Regions from separate parts of the Mus musculus genome. Here region 2 is linked to region 1. A link is a contact called in public HiChIP or PLAC-seq data. All regions are on one chromosome and are shown on one strand. The core of a region is the stretch at or near the end of the contact, and the rest is flanking DNA. Distances in the headings are between cores, read along the strand shown. Region 1 has its middle 90 kb from the start of Try4. Region 2 has its middle 34 kb from the start of Prss2.

Region 1 (6,348 bases), core at 1,926-4,425:
CATAAAGGCTCAATGCCCCAACGTAGGGGACTGTGAGGGCAGGAAGTCCGGACTGGGTGGGGGCACACCCTCATAGAAGCAGGAAGGGGGATGGGATAGGACGGAAATCGGGAAATGAGATAACATTTGAAATGTAAATAAATAAAATAGTCAATAAAAAAAGAAAAAAGGAGCTTTTCTGTAACTACTAAATATAATTTGTTAAAGTTTTATTCATCTAAAAAATTTTCCAATTACTTTACTATCATAACAATACATCTATATTTTAAAAAGCTATAAAGTAAAGAAAATACCAAATTTAAAGGCTCATACTACTGTCAGGTAATTCTTATACCTTTAATCCATTAACTATAGTCTTTATGGTATAATGGTATTTTAGAGTTTTCTCATTCTCTCCTTCTCTTTCTGTCAAAATCAGCTGTGTAGCCCATCAATTATAAGCCTGAGCCACCACAACAATGTACTGCCTCCTCTATATACAGGAAATAGATTTCTTTCTCGGCCCTTCTGCTTTCTTGTTGAGTTGTTGATTTTATTTATTCTTTTTTGTTTTTGTTTTTGTTTTTGTTTTTGTTTTTCGAGACAGGGTTTCTCTTTATAGCCCTGGCTGTCCTGGAACTCACTTTGTAGACCAAGCTGGCCTCGAACTCAGAAATCTGCCTGCTTCTGCCTCCCCAGTGCTGGGATTAAAGGAGTGCACCACCACATCTGGCTTGATTTTATTTATTCTTAAATTATCCATCTGCATTTTAATCATAAAACAGATCTGAGAAAGTGAAAAAATGTGGAATCTACTAAACCTACTATCACTTCTAGATTAGCTCTGGCTATTCACTGGGTTGTGTCAGGAACAGATATGAGGACATGGAAGAAATGCTGTGCTCTGATATATGTTTCTGGAGATAAAGAGTAACTTTTAAGATGTGTAAAGCGAGCTATATATGTAATAGTCCATGTCTCAACCCTCATGTTTCTCACGGTGCTCTTGAAGATTATAAAAGCTCATGACAGGTTCAGTCCAGGTGTTTCAATTCTGTCAGTAAGCTAGAAAAAAACTTAATTTATCTCCTGGAACAAATGGATATGGAGGGAATAGTATGTAGCTATGATTAAAAAAAAAACAGATAGGCGTTGTGCATACACACATGGTGTTTCAATCCATTTCAGATAAGGAAGGATAGCGATCTAAGTATCAGATTTGTATCATTAATAAAATGACCAGTTATGCTGTGTCAAAATAGATACGTATGTGTCTACAGTGGTTTGTCTATGACACGGTCTTGCCTGGATCTTCAAAATTCCTTTTGTCTCGAGATTTCAAAACTAAGCTCATAAGGAACTGTGTTAATGTTTAATGAGACTATTGGAACATGTTATCTTTAGTGACTGTCTTATTCTCCGCATGAAACTGTATCAATGAGAAGGAAAGTAGGCTGAGAGAGAAAAGCAAGAGGTGGACAAAAGAAGAGAAAAATAATCATAGGAAGCCACTAAAGGCTTCATGTGCAACCTTCCTGTGAATGGATCCCTTTACAGATGCAATTGTTACATTATTGTTTCGGTACCACCAAAGCAATTTGTGGTGACAGGATAGTCTTTCATTGCGCCACTAAATAAAACCTAATGATATTTCACTCTTTCAGAACTATCTTGTATTGTTTCATTAATATAAGCTACACATCTATATTTTGAGAATTCATAAGATAAATATAATATCCAAATTAATATCTCTTATTACTTTTGGACAGTGCTAATATTATTAATTTATTAGCTTCTTTTTGTCTCTCTGTCTTTGCCTCATTCTGTCTCTGTCTTTCTCTCTGTCATTGTCATTCTCTCTCTCTGTCTCCCTCTCTGTCTCTGTCTCTCTCTGTCTCTCTCTGTCTCTCTGTCTGTCTCTCTGTCTGTCTCTCTGTCTGTCTCTGTTTCTGTCTCTCTCTCTATCTCTCTCTCTCTCTCTCTCTCTCTCTATATATATATATATATATATATATATATATATATATATATCCAAGATCTTAAATCAAGATGTTATAAAACTTACATTATATTGTATAACTGGCCTCACACTTGAATCCTTCCTGCTTTCTGCTTTCTTGGACCCCAGGCACTATCTACCACTGAACCTTTCTTCTCTTCTTTCTTCCCCTTGCCCTTTTGTATTGAAGTATTGACTTCGTGTTTCTAAAATAACCCTCTTCAACTTTATGTTAAAACTGGTAGTATCCAAAGAAAAGAATGTAGAATCTCTACATGGCACTGTTTAACTGGTCACCGTAGGTCAGTTGGACACATCATAGGCAGATATGGGGTTTGGGAGAAAGGCTTTGAAATTCTACATTAAGAATGGATCCAAAATAAGTCTCTAGAATCCTTTCATAATTTACAGATATGGAAAGTAATATGTCTTCATTTCTCCATAATCACATCTCTGAACATACACCACACATTGACAATAACAGACTGTGAGATGCAGTAAGTCTTTAGTGCTTACAGAAAACTTGAAATACTTTTCTGGAAAAAGTGCATGTGTGAATGACACACAGAAATATGGAGTATTTCACTCACTTTGACCTTGGGAGCAAAGTGAAAATCTAGGTAGCATCCATTAAAAAAAAAAAAAAACCAACACATAACTTAAAACGCATACACAGAGGGCTTGTGTTAGGTGTTCCCTGGGAAGGGAATGATAGATCATCGCAAATCTATTCTCTTGAGATCATTTAAAATTCAGACTTTGAAAGAGCCATCTTGATCCTTATCAGCATGGGAAAATGGTGATATTGAGTTTGAGCTCTTTGGTGACCAGCTTATTTTCATCATGAGTACCACATTGAAAAAAAAAAAAACAAGTAGTAGACACAAACAGAAACACAGAAGGCACAGAAAGAGGAGGAAAACACCATAGGAAGGTCATTCTTCCCAGGTCTGGCTCCAAAGTCTTTCAGAATTGTCAAGCTGTCGCTCCACTTCTAGGTACCTTCTAATCTTTTGTGAAATCTGCTGTGGTTTGCACTGGCTCCAGTTAATTTCTCTTACTTTTTCCAACCCAGAGTATCACCTGCTTCTTGAGTTGGCTCCATGGAGAGTTTGTGTGCTAAAGACAACACACATTTCAATGCTGTGGACAACTGCTGGCACAGAGGTATAACACTGAGTCTCCAGCCTCAGAGGAACTGATTTCCAAGCTGCAGGGTGAGCTTAAGGGACACTTAGCTAAGAGTCACTTCTTGAACAAGTCTGTTCTGTCATGAGCTTCTTGATGTTGAAAAAAAAATAAAAAAACTTTAACTCTTCTTTCTGCTTCTGTTGGTACCAATAAACAAAAGAATGTCCCTTTTCTGGGATACAGCTCATTTTTGCTTTCTGTCCTTTGCCTTTGAAAAGACGTCATGGAGTCTGGATAACTTGGCAATCCAAAGAGCCTAGAAGTTAAGAAAACAGAAAATATTAAAAAGCCCAAGTGTCCCAAGAAGGATCCTGACAAACAAAAGAAGGCTTGGAGCTATTGTCAAGAATCCCAGAACAAAGACTCACCTGCTACTAGGAGATAAAGGGCTACATACCAGAGAAGCCACATGCTCATGATTGCATTGACTAGCAAAAGGAGACATCAGACCTCATCTACAGTTTTTCTATGACTAGATAGATCCCTTTTCAGATTCATGGCCATCATGATATATGCATGTTGTTGCTGACATATTTTACAGTATGGAAGGAAAATTTTAACAAGTAAATAAATTTGGTTTTCTTTCTGTCTTTCTTTTTTAATAAAAACAACACATATGTATTTTAGATAGCTAAAAACAAAAAAGGCACTGCACAAAGCATCTTACGGCTACTAGACAATGACCAGACTGTTTGTGCTTTAGTAATAATCTCTGAAATTTTCTTTCTAAGTCTTCTTTCCATTAGAATATATGTGAGTGTATAAGCATGCTTATTTTCATACATGTGCATATATAGTATTTCACATTATGTTTTACTAAATGGTCTTTAATTGCTCCTTTATGACTCCTTTTAGCTAATTATTATCCTTCCTTGTTACCATATTTCATCTTATGAACCATTTAATTTATCTTCAGTGTTTCTCTATTTTCTCCTAAGGAACCTTTCTCATTAACTTATGCATAGGTTTCGATCTCACAGATGGACATTGTTTCAGGCTATTTGTCATCTAATTAACTTTGTGTTACTGGTCCCTGTTATCACTGCTGTTTCATAACTTTATGACTGATCACTGCTTCAAAAATGTTTAATCCTGTAGCTATTTTTTTACTGTCTTTCAGCTTATTCATTTGCTAGTGTTTGTTTTTGCTAACCTCGCTTTTTCTTGCCTGCATTTTCAATCACTGTTTTAGGTTATACAATCTTTTTTTTGTTGTTGTTGTTGACAGTTTTGTCTTTATTTTACTCTCCCTCATTCCTATTTTCAATCTATAGAAATAAGATAACAGCCTGAAGTATGCATTTCCATGAAATTTTCCTTTCTCATTCAATTGAAGGTTCCTTCACTTTCTAAATTGGTATTGAAGTCTAGCCCTGACTATGTTTTATATGTATCTCGTTCTTAGTCATTCCTGTTTGTATACAGATTCTTGATTGTATTTCTTCTGAATAATTGTAAATTTTAGTGATATTTACAGTTTATCCAAGTTCTTAGCTTGTAAGATACTCATTAGGCATTTTGCTTAATTTTTACATGTATTTTTTTATTGATTTCTAAGGAAATGAATTTGTAAGTACTTTTAGAAGTTCTCTGCACTAGCCTTTCTTGAGTATGTAAATATTGATAGAAATAACTAATTTTTTGTGGATGAAATATAGATATATACCTGTACCTTAGCACATAACTATTAGTGTGCTCTTAATGATTAACTTTGAGAACTATCTCAATTTTGATATGTCCATTTTAATCAATCTCTAATAATGAAGGAGATACTAAATACTTCCTTGTCTTGAGAGCCTCAAACAGTACGAGTATTTTGCCTTAAGGGAACTTCATGATTTCACTAGGTGCATTATTTTACAACTGGATTGATGATGGCTGTGCTGTGATTGATGGTCCAGTTGCATTTTTGTATATTCATACGTGCAATTTTTCACTATCATTTGTAGAAAATTCTATTATTCATCTCCTGCATTTTCACTATTGTTCATGGATATACAAGATTTTTCCATTGATCTGTTTATGTCACCATTGCTGCTTGCCATAATTTCCACTACTGTTATCTTTGTCAAACTCATCCCTCCTATGTTCTTCTTTTATTCCAAGAGTTCCCTGGCTGTTGGTAACCCTTTATGTCTCCATGTAATCTAAAGGCTTAGCTTATAAAATTGTAAAGAAAACCTATTCATATTTTGATTACTTGATTACATTAGATAAATTAATTTAAGAAAACTGGCATTTAAAATATATTTACTGGATTCAATTCCTAGTGCTGCCACTATGGAATTCAATATAAAAGTTGCTCAAAAGAGTAAGAATAAAATTACCACATGATCCAGCTATACCCCTACTGGTTGTATAGTCAAAGGAAACAAAGTTTACATGAAGAAGGAATATCCTGCATCCACCATGTTTAATGTGGCCAAGTTACACAATAGCAAATTTATGAAATTCATGCAGATTTCCATCAGGGAATAGATTAAGAAATGTAGCATATATGCAATAGAGTGTAATATAGACATTATAGCTGTCTCTTGTGAGACTAGGCCGGGGCCTAGCAAACACATAAGTGGATGCTCACAGTCAGCTATTGGATGGATCACAGGACCCCCAATGAAGGAGCTAGAGAAAGTACCCAAGGAGCTAAAGAGATCTGCAACCCTGTATGTGCAACAACAATATGAACTAACCAGTACCCCGGAGCTCTTGACTATAGCTGCACATGTATCAAAAGATGGCCTACTAGGCCATCACTGGAAAGAGAGGCCCATTGGACAAGCAAACTTTATATGCCCCAGTACAGGGGAACGCCAGGGCCAAAAAGTGGGAATGGGTGGGTAGGGGAGTGGGGGGGGAGGGTATGAGGGACTTTTGGGATAGCATTGGAAATGTAATTGAGGAAAATACGTAATAAAAAAGATATATATATATATTTTAAAAAAGAGTGAAATCATGTTGTTTAAAAGAAAATTTTATAGATCCAGAAGTTCCCTGTTAATTGATATTATCCAGATTCAGAAAGATTTAGAACATGTTGTATATTTTCTTTTATATGTCAATACTTTCACACCCCACATAACCATGTTTAATGTGGTCAACTTACACAATAGGAAATATAAAGACAACCAATCAGAAGCGAAGTATAAATAATAAGGGTAAGTGATCAAAGCACCTTATCT
Region 2 (6,348 bases), core at 2,669-5,168, 340 kb before region 1:
CTGGCAGCCAGTCTTGAGGTAGGAGGGGCCTGTGCATCTCTGGCTTAGAAAAGGAAGTACAAGTGCAGAGTAGACAAGCCTAGACAAAGACCATCTTGAACTATGCTGTACTCTCTCCTTGCCTTTCTCCTGGGCATGTTCTTGGGTGGGTGCATTCCCCTGTTGAAAACCTACTTTCAAATTGTTGCTTCCATCTCTCCACCTGTTAAAGGTGTAGATTCTTTGGTACTGGCTTGCCTCTCTTGACCACAGTCCTCCAATTACTGAGATATGGGCATTTCACACTCTTTCAGTATTGACTCTCAGTTTTGTATCTTTTAGAAAGGATTTGTCTCCCCTTGCCCTGTAACATTTTTCATCCCTGGCTCTTCTAGTATACTCCCTGAGACTGATTACATGTAACCCCTTCAGAGGGAAGGCAAGCAAGCTGGTGTGTGTGTATGTGTAGAGGTGTGTGTTTCTACTCTAAATGACTCTATTTCTTTACAGGTGTTAGTGCTCAGACTATCCATCAATGGCCAGTTGCCGAGATCAAGGCTGTGGGCAGCCCACTGTCTCTGGGGTGTACCATAAAGGGGAAATCAAGCCCTAACCTCTACTGGTACTGGCAGGCCACAGGAGGCACCCTCCAGCAACTCTTCTACTCTATTACTGTTGGCCAGGTAGAGTCGGTGGTGCAACTGAACCTCTCAGCTTCCAGGCCGAAGGACGACCAATTCATCCTAAGCACGGAGAAGCTGCTTCTCAGCCACTCTGGCTTCTACCTCTGTGCCTGGAGTCTCACACTGAGTAGGGTGGGGCAGACATCTGTGCAAAAACCACACCCTCTCTTTAGTCCTTCCTCCCTCACTAGGAACCCTCACTAGGGATGGGTGGAGGGGGTTTGCCACTGAATTTCTGGCTGATAGTCAAGTTGAAGTCTGGAAAACAACATGATTCAAGTCAGAAGTCACCAAAGACATTTATTAAACTCGTTATCAGTGACTCACATATGCAGAACCTGTGAGTTGCCTACACACAGTAAAATTTCCAGTTTGTAGTATCCAGTAGTAGGATATTGTATACCCGTCCTTAAACCAGGCTACTCTTGTCTAAACACTCTATACTTGTTCTACATTACTATTGAGGTACGCTGGGCATGCTCATGGATATATGTGGCAGAGAGAAGTGGGATATACCTGTATCTGTATCTGATACCAGGTAGGAGAATCTTATGTAACTCAATTAGTTAATTTCACCTCTGGGAGTATCTCCATCATTCATCTTTCTGCTGAGGTTAGAAAGTTTATAAAGGCTGATACTCAAGACATCAATCAAGGAGGAACAAGATGTCATTAGATAGCTATGCAAGATAGAATTTAATATAGAAAAGTTCTTAGCATTTTGTCTAAGATCAAATGTAAAAGTTAATATGGAAAATGTTCATTCAGGAATTTTTACTGCTGCTTGCGTCCTGTTGCTTGTTTGTTTGTTTGTTTGTTTTGTTTGACACAAATTTCTACTATGTAGTCTGCACTTGCCTCAATTTTGAAGCAATCCCCCTGCCTCATCCAAACAAGCATGTGTTACCAGGTCTGATAGTGGTTGTATTGTCATTTATACTTCCCAGTTTAAACTTCTGTCTCTCCTCTACTCTTCTGTAGCAAAACAGACAAACAGATGGTAGCATAAGAAACACAGGAGACTGAGGGTAAAGAGGAGGAGTGTGTGTGTGACAGAAAGGTTAAAATGGAATAGTGACTAGGATGGAAATGAAGAAGAGGAAGAGACTGATGTGAATGGTTGGAAAGGGATGTACTGGTTACCTTGGCAACTGAGATTTCTTTAGCCCTCACTCCTCTCTAGATCATATTCCCAAAAGGGAATTTCCCCCAATGTCTCTTTTCTTCCACAAGAGGGCACAAGAAGTCTTAAAATCCTCTGTTCCTGGCACCAAACACTATCTAGAGTGATTCTGATGTATCACTGATGTATTTTCAATCTCATTTAATTAATATACAAAGGAAAAATCAAAACAGAGACACTGAGTGATCAACAACATACTTGACAATGTCCAAATGTCTCTATCACACTTGATGAATAGGTGTAAAGTAGCCAGGATACAGAGAGCCATCATAAAGATCAAAACAATGAAGTATATTAAAGATGGTACCAGGCAAAGCTACAAGTAAAACATTTGACTTCAAGTCTAGATTTCCTAGTTTCTAAGACCTGAGGGCAGTTATGTAGTTTTTCTAGATTTCATTTTTTTTTCACCAGCAAATGTTATCTGTATGCATTGTTAGATATTGAAGGAGATCATATTTTGCAAGTACTATTACAAAGTCTAACTTTTGGCAGGTGTCCTTTTCCTCCCTGGAAGCTTACAAAGTACTTTGACTGTAGCTCCTCCAAATTGTCTCATTTAAAAATATTTAAACAGAAAATATGTCACAAACATGACAATGCTTATGTGGCAAACCGATGCCAATTTTCTCATGTGCTGTCTGCTCTGAATTCATCCTAGAACATTCCTGTTGGAACTCTGTGCAATCTCAGGGTCTGTCTTCAAGGAGAAACACTGTGTGTGTGTGTGTGTGTGTGTGTGTGTGTGTGTGTGTGTACATTAAAAGGAGAAACGATTTTTAGCTAGATTTAATACAATTAAGTTCCAAATGAGAGGATTGTTTGAATAGAAACACAGAAATCTCAGCGTCTTTAAAGTCTTGGAAACAGCAAATGAGAAAAAGAAAATCCTAGTGATGGCTAAGGATAATGTAGCACACAAGAAGAGGCTGTTTAAGGAGAGTCCTGAAAACCATGTATACACACTAGAGCAAGTCATTATCCTGCATTTAGTTATCTGCCTCTATTTATGCATAAAGATTCTGCTGCCATAACTGTTTCAATTGTACCCAAAGGTCAAAACCTCAGTCATTATAACTAGGGAAAACAGGAAAACACTTCAGGATGGCATATCCTAATAGTAGGTGCTACCTGCTGCCAACATCAATGTCATGGTTCCTGGTTAAATGTGGCTTCTTTTCTAGGAGATCTGTAAGGATGCTGATTTTGACTTTGACTTTATAAATGTGTCACAATAACTATCCCTAAGGATATCATTGCCTGATTTTCACACACAGGCTGCTGAGGACCACAGAAGTTAGAGAAACTCCCCTCAAGGATCTAAGCCATAATGGGATTGACTGGGGCCCCTTGACTGCTTCTAGAAGGTAGAAAAAGGCCCAGCCTTAGGAAGGCTGGGCTACTTCATATGATTTTTTAAAGATTATATGATTTAGTTGAGTGTGTGATGGATAGAGCAGGATTGGCTTGTATATTTTGCGAGTTCCCACTTCCTCATTTGAGAGTTTCTGGAGGTCTGGTTTTCCATTCTTTCCTGTGTTGTGTGTAGACGTTTCCCTCATCTTACCCACATGAGGCAGGAAATACAAAGCACATTCACTTTACAGCCCTTACTCACAGAGGATACACCCCAGCGAAAGCCAGCCAATGAATGCAGGACAGACAGACCATCTATTTTTCATTCGGTTTATTATTTAGACTCTGTTCCTGTGACTCATTACATGAATGGGCTCTCATTACATTAGTTGAAGGAAATGGAGGATACTTGTGAAGAGAGGGTGACTGGAGTTGGGGTTAAGTGGAAAGAGAAGTGGGAAGAGCGGTGATGTGGGAGCCATGGGAACCCTAATGAGGTCAGAGCTGTTATTGCACCTGTCTCCATGGTGCATACTGAAGGCTTCTGTTTCCTGTGTGACTTCTAACAGATGTAAGATAGTTTAGATGGGGGGCTTGAGATGAGATATATGGGTTCCCCTTTAGAGACCCTCCTCTTGGTTGTTCTCACTGTCACGGTGATAGCTAGAGGCTGAGGTAGAAAGGGCTGCATGAGAAGGGTTTGAAGACAGGATGTGGCAAGTGTGGTTCCCAAAATGCTCAGAATGTGAGTGAGTGGGGGAGCATTCACAGGCACCCCAGATGTAGGACCTGGTAAATGTCAAACCACATCCTGTTGTGACTCCTGGAGATGGAGCTATGGCAGGTGGCCATTCTTACTTGGTGCTGATGTTACTTACAGATAAACAGCCAGACCTGGGGTGAGATGCTTCCACCCCTTCCCCCATTGTCTTCAGGAACCGAAAAGTCCCAGGAATGCATCTCTTCACTTGCTGATGTTTGATGAAAAACAGTTCTTCTTAAGATTATTTTTTTTATCATGTTCCTATATCTCTTTGCTGGAATCGGTCAGGGAAACAAGTATTAAGGGTCCTACTGTGCCTGGTTAACTATGGGACTCAAGATCAGCACTGTCCCTTTGCAGGTCAGATGCCTTGTAAGATATATCACAATGTGTGTGTCTGGAGCTGGGAAGGACTTAGATTTCCCCACTTACCATTCTGTCAGTGCTACAAGGCCTGCAGAATTTTCATCAACAAACCACTAAGTAGGGTCTGAGGCTCCTTATGGAGCACCTTGGTTCACAGGAATTGAAGGGATCTGGAAAGCTGGAGATGGTAAATGCATTCTGCAGCTGGGGAGAGAGGAGGGGGAAGAACTGATTCTCTGAGTTTTAGCAGATCCTGGACTCCAGGCAGAGTTTGGAGAACATGTGCTCCATATCGAGCTGAGATCTTGCTGTGATTTTGTGAATCACTTGTATAAGATTAAATAAGGCGACATGATCCCATCTGAGAGAGTGTGAGGATAGAGGGATAAATATAATGGACTACAGAATTAGAATCTTGTTGAGACTTGGTAAGTTTGGAAGAAGCACTAAAGAAATAAATGCAAGAGAACCGAAGTACATTTTGGTCTCCTGCACATCCTCACAGATAGAAAAGCAACAATTTGCACACACAGAGGGGGTACATGGCTCAGATGCAGCACATGTGTGAAAGAACTAGAGTTTTGAGTCCCAAGTGATCTCTGAGTCAACGGCAGGATGTAGACATACAAAGGTAAAAAGTCGCCCCACCCAAATGATACCTAACACATCAAAAACAAGGGGTATAACTAACTCCCTCTTTACTCTATGTAGGTCAGAACCCACCTGGTGCTGAGTTTTTTTTTTTTCTGAATACAGTGCTTTCAGAATGATAGAAGGATAAAAGTGAGCTGAAATGTTTTTATAAGAAAGTAACTGATCCACTAGGAGAAAGAAATGCTCAGAACTGTACATTTGAGGGAATGAGAGAGAGAGAGAGAGAGAGAGAGAGAGAGAGAGAGAGAGAGAGAGAGAGGGAGGGAGAGAGAGAGAGAGAGAGAGAGAGAGAGAGAGAGAGAGAGAGAGAGAGAGAGAGAGAACTGGAAGTGAAGTGTTGAGCCAGGAAAATATATTTAAGTGAACATAAATTACAGTGCTTGATAGTTATTACCCTGTGCTAAGAACTGTAGATATTGTGTGGATTGATTAAGCCATGTGATTGAGTCCATTTAACACAAGGGGAGGCCAAGTCTTTGGTGGCCACTTGCTTAAATCATATAGCTGGGGAAACATAGAAATGAAGCCCAAATCCAGACTTTTTGGCTTTCAAGTCTATGTTTATTGCAGGCGTGGTTCTTAAAGTGAAGATTATTCTTCCTTGTAGGTTTAAGTAATGGTCTTTACAAGCTCCAACTGCTTCTGAGGCTCTCTTAGGGGAACAGAATTATAAGCTGAGAAAGATATGCATGGTAAAAAATTATAGATACTCAAATAGTCAGCAAATGTTCATAGAGCGGCCCAATGGATAAAGGGCTTATTCAGACAACTAAGAACTCTTTGGGGACAGTTAAAACTACTTGCGAAGAAAAGGAGGATTCAATGCTATGTTGTTGTTGTTCTTTAACACGTACATGGTTTGTGATACCAGGTCTCATGAAGATCAATTCATTGTATAGTGAATGTGTAGGGCTGTAGTTGTTAAGAAGTCCTAAAACTTGGACTCAATGTTACTGTTTCCAAAGTCTTCACTTATATCAGCGATGGTTATAACAAGATGGGTGGCTCCGCTTTTGGCATGGTTTCCCTATCAAGGCACTCTTACATTCATAGATGAGAGCTGAAATCAATTTCCTAAAAACCTGATGAAATGTTGGAAGCAGACATAATCGTTGGCCCTTTTCAGTTCCCTTCGATGACCAGCAGGTAGTGTTTACTCTTTTATGAGATATCCCACTCCCCCCACACCCCACCCTCCACCCCAGGCAGCCTGCTTCAAGAAACAGGTACAAGAGATGAAAAAACTACTTGGAGACAGGGAAGGTAAATATGTAGCTGGGACTTAGGTGATGGGACTAGTGAACTGAATATGTCTTCTCTGTTAAAAGTTGATATTTCAGGTAAAGTCTTACACTGTCATAATA

What was found. HiChIP or PLAC-seq counts read pairs in DNA pulled down with a chosen protein or histone mark.
Region 2: an H3K4me3 HiChIP or PLAC-seq map of the SCID.adh cell line shows a contact between it and region 1, with 8 times the contacts expected there. The contact joins two enhancer-like sites. A contact is called at or near these places in 1 of 15 datasets of contacts at CTCF or cohesin (CD8 T cells), 5 of 484 Hi-C or Micro-C datasets (CD4 T cells, Th1 cells, group 2 innate lymphoid cells and 1 more), 18 of 115 datasets of contacts at active chromatin or transcription factors (the 230-238 cell line, CD4 single positive thymocytes, CD8 T cells and 11 more) and 1 of 9 other capture datasets (embryonic stem cells).

What each region holds. Positions count from the first base shown.
Region 1 is chr6:41,209,313-41,215,660 of GRCm38.p6, reverse strand. It overlaps Tcrb and the pseudogene Trbv22. Among named protein-coding and RNA genes, the nearest start is that of Try4, 90 kb to the left of the region's middle. Within about 2 kb of position 3,175, at least 2 of the 459 cell types and tissues checked have an H3K27ac peak or open chromatin away from gene starts, as enhancers often do. A contact at or near this core is called in the SCID.adh cell line, where this site is marked.
Region 2 is chr6:41,552,126-41,558,473 of GRCm38.p6, reverse strand. It overlaps Tcrb and Trbv31. Among named protein-coding and RNA genes, the nearest start is that of Prss2, 34 kb to the right of the region's middle. Within about 2 kb of position 3,918, at least 89 of the 459 cell types and tissues checked have an H3K27ac peak or open chromatin away from gene starts, as enhancers often do. A contact at or near this core is called in the SCID.adh cell line, where this site is marked.